2 separate regions of the Mus musculus genome follow, and region 2 is linked to region 1. The links are chromatin contacts, called in public promoter capture Hi-C maps. All regions are on one chromosome and are shown on one strand. Each heading gives the region's core, a stretch centred on a gene start, on an enhancer-like site or on the middle of the called end of the contact. The rest is flanking DNA. Distances are from core to core; before and after follow the strand shown. Region 1 holds the start of Tspan3 (tetraspanin 3). Region 2 holds the start of Cib2 (calcium and integrin binding family member 2).

Region 1 (2,700 bases), core at 99-2,598:
CCTGGGGAGGAGGGGTGGATGTTATTTATATCTCTCCCTGAGAATGGATTTAGCTGCACCTGTCACTCAGTACAGTGTTCTAGGTCTGACCCAACCATCGCGTCTCATGTCTGCTTGCCTCTTTGCTCATGGTATATCTACCCTCTTCTACTGGAATGAAAACCCCACATGGGCAAGCATTGTCTTCTTCCTCATGGTGGAATGCCATCACCTAGAATAGGTGCAGAGTGAGGTCTTGGGAACATGAGTGGGTCTTTGATAACATGGACATTGCTTGATACAGATGAATAGGATGCTGAGGTGCTTGGGTATTTCTGTGAATGCCCAGGGAAGATGATGAACCAGGGAGGCTACAGGAAAAAGAGATGTTTGAGGACAGGTAAAGAGGTCCCGAGTAAGGGAGAGTGCAGGACAGTGGCAGAAGTACTGTGTGTGGCTGAGGTGGCTTCTGCATTAGATCACTCTTCTATGTGTGGCTGCAGGCAAGTTTGGCATCCTTTCTAACCCTTAATTACCCTACCAGTAAAATTAGTCTGACAGTCATCTGAAGCTGGGGGAGGGGTAGTGGCATGAATGAACTAATAGTTAAAAGAAGCTAATATGCATGCAGCCAGCAGAGCGGAGGTCACATTGCCACCAAAGCTGATGACCTGGGACCCACAGGGTGGAAGTAAAGAACTGACTCCCAAAGTTGTCTTCTGACCTTTACTTCTGTGCTGTGGGATGTTTGTGGGTGCACACGCACATGCTCACACAGACACACACACACAGACACACACTCCGTTTTTATTTTTAAGGTGCTAATTGCTACCATTCATTTAAGATTACAGGAAAGAGCGCACATGTCAACATGTATGAAGATGTATCTGTAATTGCAAATCTCAGTCCAAAGAATAGAGCTGAAAGGGTGGCTGCCTTGCCCAACCATCTCTGCTTTGCTAGTGCGCCAGTGTTTTCTCCTTTCCTGATGATTTTTTTTTATCAGAGCTAGCAGAGCTTCTGGCATACTAAATTCTTCATAATCGTGTGTTGATGTCCACCGTATTTCTTCCCAACTTATATGGGGTGCTGCTTAGGTATCATGCAGTCACGAAAATCCTCATGTGAGGTGGGTCTTTCTAGGGAAGAGTAGTTAACAGAACAGAATTCTGTGGTCTTCCAGTCATTTGGTCTTGTAAAAGTAACTCAATAAGACGGGGAACGTGTTTGTCCCACTAGAAATTCCCCAGAAGAGGATTCTACACTCAAGGACGGTCAGAGGCCAGAAGAAAAGGCGCGGAGGCGTCGGCTCCTTTAAGAGGCGAGGCCACCTCGTTCTCCGCGGCGCTGATTGGCAGAAGCGGCCGCAGACGCGGGACTTAGTTGCCTGGGAACGGCCTAGGGGGCCTGCGGCGGGCTGCACGCAGCTGCGAGGTGCTTGCTGGGGCGGCGCGGGGGTCTGCGGGAACGCGGCTCGGGCCCAGCAGTTCTCAGCAGAGCCGCCGGCGCCATTGCCTTCTCGCTCGGTGAGCGCCGCTCCGCTCGCCCAGCCGGGCCTCCGCCGGCCGCCGGCACCATGGGCCAATGCGGCATCACCTCCTCTAAGACCGTGCTGGTCTTCCTCAACCTCATCTTCTGGGTGAGCTGGCGGGGAGACCGGACAGGGGAGGCCTCTGTGCGGCGCGTGGGGACCAGGCGGGCGCGGGAGCCGGCCGAGGGGTCGCCCGGGCCCTGCGGCCTCGGAGCTCTTGGTGAGGTCCTTCCAGGGCCCAGCAGAGGCCAGGACGGTGCCGACCGGAGGTCCCGGGGGGCCTCCGGTCCGCTGGCACGGTGCCAGGGTTACGCGGGTCGCCGCGGCGTGAGCCTGCGGGTCGCTCTGTTCTCAGGGCTGAGTCTGTCGGGACGCCAGGCCCGAAATGGGATACTCCCCTGTGAGTCGGGTCCGCTGTCTTTGTCTGAGTCCTCGCAGAGCCAGCGGCTGTCCCCAGGTCATGTAGCAGCTACGTGGGGACGCCTGTCGAGTCCCGGGCCAGGAATTTCGGCTTAGAGCTCTTTGTATAGAGTTGGTTGGCTGGTAAGCAGCCCAGAAAACGGAAAGGATTCAGCGTGAAACAGCAGAGCATTTCTTTGATCAAGAAAATCGCTGTTGTGGGGATGGGTAGCCTGAGGTTATAAACCCTTTTAAATGTATCAGCTGCCAGGAGATTTTTAAAGCAACCAATTCACTTCTATAAAAGGTTGCTCTTTGGAGGGGCTCGGGAAACCTGGCCCCAGAGAAAGTGCTTATAACCGACCTGTCTTGAGTCAGGTCATTATCTCACCTGGGACTTTTTACTAACCTGTTGTTCTTTGGCCCTCTCCTCCGTCTTGAATCCTTCTGGACTTTGCACCAGGAAAAAAAACTATCAAAAATGTCGTCTATCACATCTTTTTTTGTTTCTTAAAAAAAAAAAAAAGAACAGCTTAATATTAGAACAGTTCAACCTTTTTACTTTGGTACTCTTACTTAAAGTCTGGTAGTGTACTGCAGTATGACCCACACACTACTGTTGGGTGTTTTCTGATAAATTATTAATTATGGGCACACTACTGGTGATTTGGGACCCAACTGACCCTCAGGTTCTCAGGCTGGGATCAAGTTTCCTTTTTCCCAGGTTTGTTATAAACATTTGCCATGGGCAGTTTTCCCTGTCCACAGTACTCAGGATAGTCTTTGAACAG
Region 2 (2,837 bases), core at 138-2,637, 1.6 Mb after region 1:
AAAAAAGAGGGCTGGAGTGATGGCTCAGCAGTTAAGAGCACTGACTACTCTTCCAGAGGTTCTGAGTTCAATTCCTAGAAACCACATGGTGTCTCACAACCATCTGTAATGGGATCTGATGCCCTCTTCTGGTGTGTCTGAAGAGAGCAATGGTGTACTCATTAAAAAAAAAAAAAAAAAAAAAAGAGTAGAACAACACGGCCCCAAAGTGATGTAAGCCAGGCAAAACTGGACAATACTGGTATGTCGCTTTTGTTTGTTTTTTTTTTTGGTGGTGCTAGGGACTGAACCCAGGGCCTCATGAATGTTAGGCTAGCTCTCTGCCACTACACTATTTCTCAGCTAAATTGCTTTTAGTTACTATATTCTGTTTTCTGAGATATAGTCTCATGTACTACAAGTTGGCCTGAATCAGCTAAGGATAACCCTGAACTTCTGATCTTCCTGCCTCTGTCTCGAGGGCTGGGATTACAGGAGACCATACTCATGTAGCTAATCTCAGTTTTGGCAGCCCATGATGGACTTGCCTCCCAGCGGAGCCACCAGGAGCCTTTGACTCAGGTTTCATGCAGCCCAGCTGTCCCAAGAATAGACAGTAAGGACAACTCCATTGCTAGTAGCCTTCCTTGTGGGCCACTGATAGGTCCCAGAGTTGCCAGGACTCCTGAACTTCCGTGTGTCTGGAGGGCTTTTCCTAGCGGTCACCTTGATGGGGCGGCTGAAGATAGCCAATCGTTTAGGAGGGTATTGGTTAACCTCCTCTACCCTGCCTGCATTATTAAATTTCGTGAAGGCCTCACTTAGCAGAGTGGATGTAGGGAGTGATCTAGTTACTTTCCTTAAGGTCTTGAACCAACTGAGTAGTGTAACCTATTGTTACCAGAGCCCATTCCTCTGCTGAGGTAGAGTTTGCTTCGTCTGTTTCCTTTTTTAAAAAGTTATTTTATGATTTGAGTGTTTGACTGCGTGTATGTCGGCTTTTTGAGGATGGACCTGACTTGGGTAATCCCGCAAGCTCAACAACACACCTATTCTCAGTCTAGGATCAGAGGCCGGAGGATTGTGCCTGTTCTACCACACTAATCCATGGGATTTTCAGGCTCACAATCGCCAGGACCGACCCGGGGTGCCAGTCAGTGTGCTGGTTGGAACGGGAGGCGCACTCAGTGTCCAGTAGTCAGGCGGCCCTATGAGGCCACCGCTTGGCCACCTCAGTGTGCTGCAGCAGCATAGACTGAGCAGGCCTCTGTCTCCAGGGAGAAGTCACCTCTCGGGCCCCGCCTCCTTCCACCAGGCTGCGCCTCCGCCCCAATCCGGCCCCCGCCCCCGCCTAGGCCCGCCCCGCCCCCGGCCCCGCCTTTGCCTCCCAGCCCCTGCACCCCTCCCACTGAACTGCGGGACCCAGCGGAGCGGGCCAGGCTAGGCTGGCGACGCTGCCCGCTCCCGGGCTGGCAAGGGCCGCGGGCACCGGGCTCGGGGCTCCAGACGCCGCCGATGGGAAGCAGCACTCGAAAGGGCGAGAGACGACGCCGCGGCCACCCATACCATCGCGGTCACCATGGGGAACAAGCAGACCATCTTCACTGAAGAGCAGCTGGACAACTACCAGGTGAAGCCGGCGCGCCGCGGCCCCTGTAGTCCTCCTTTTTGTCCTTTTCCCAGGCCTCGCAAAAGCGGACTCACAGAGGTTCAAACCCTGCCGCTACCTTCAGCGCGCAGCGTCGCCTTAGGTGGATGACTTCCCCTTGACGAGCCTCAGTTTCCCAGGCCCGGGAATGTTAGAACATTCCAGTTAGAGTATTCTGTCAGATGCGCCTCACCCACCCCGTCTTCTCTTCCTTATTGACCTTCTTTCTGCCCTCCCAAGCTAGACCCCAGTCATTTCTTCCAGCCCACTGGGCATGACCCTCATCCCAGAAAGGGCTTGGTGTAGGGGGAGGACAAGAGGCCCCAAATGCAGGTTACAGGTTGGGGTGTGTTGTTTATATAACTACGTACCCACATCTCTTAACCTATTTTGTGATCCTAGTAGCCCTTTCACCCCGGATTCTTCCAAGTTCAGAGCTAGCTGTCCATATCAATGATCTCACAGCCCCCAGCCATGTGAAAACTTTTCTGTAGGTATGCGAGGGAACCTTATCTCCGGGCTGGCCCAGAGTCTTGCTCAGTTGCTTTAGCTCACCATGTAATGTCTCCGGACTTTCAGGGAACAACAGCTGTGGAGTCTTCTTTTTATCGCCTAATAGGTTAGGAGTGTTATGTCATATGTATTCCTATCTTAGATGTGTGCAACTTTTGTGAATATTCAGTTAGCGTGGAGCGGTTACCTCCAGTGTGACCCAAGTGATAGGATATGTATTGAGAAGAGCTCTAGTGGACAGGGGAGGTCAATAGCTCTTGGTTTGACTAGAAGGTTCAGAAAGAGTGCAGAGCTTGCATGAGGACTTGGGAAGTCAGGATTTTTTTTTCTGCCAGAAAGTTCTGGAAGGAGGCGTTTTAAGTGGAGGTAGATGCAGGCAAAATAGCCCAAACCCAGGAGAGAAGAGTGGTCTGGGGAGAGTGGGGAGCCTGCATCCCCATTAGGACCAGCCCGGCATTGGGTCAGACCCAGTCCAGTGTTGAGTTCTGATCCTTTGCCAGGGCCCAGCTAGACCCTGCCAGGGGAAGGAGAGCCATGAAACACGAGAGCCCCACATCTCCTTTCCTCTGGCTCTCTAGCATGCCCAACCCGGGCCGCATGGGGGCCCCAGGGTTACATTCCCTTTTCCAAGTAACTCTGGGCTTCCTGGAACTTCGCAGTCTGGTGGTCTTCCCTCCCTGAGGCCAGATGCCCGGTT

The links. Promoter capture Hi-C pulls out the DNA fragments that hold promoters and counts their contacts.
Region 2: a promoter capture Hi-C map of hippocampal neurons shows a contact between it and region 1, with 2.9 times the contacts expected there. The contact joins the promoter of Cib2 here to the promoter of Tspan3 in region 1. A contact is called at or near these places in 2 of 39 promoter capture datasets (hippocampal neurons and pre-B cells).

Annotation. Positions count from the first base shown.
Region 1 is chr9:56,159,718-56,162,417 of GRCm38.p6, reverse strand. It overlaps Tspan3 (tetraspanin 3), which reads left to right and starts at 1,348. Exons shown (of 7, transcript NM_019793.3): 1 at 1,348-1,618. The coding sequence starts at 1,556.
Region 2 is chr9:54,558,740-54,561,576 of GRCm38.p6, reverse strand. Cib2 (calcium and integrin binding family member 2) reads left to right here and starts at 1,387. Exons shown (of 6, transcript NM_019686.6): 1 at 1,387-1,609. The coding sequence starts at 1,559.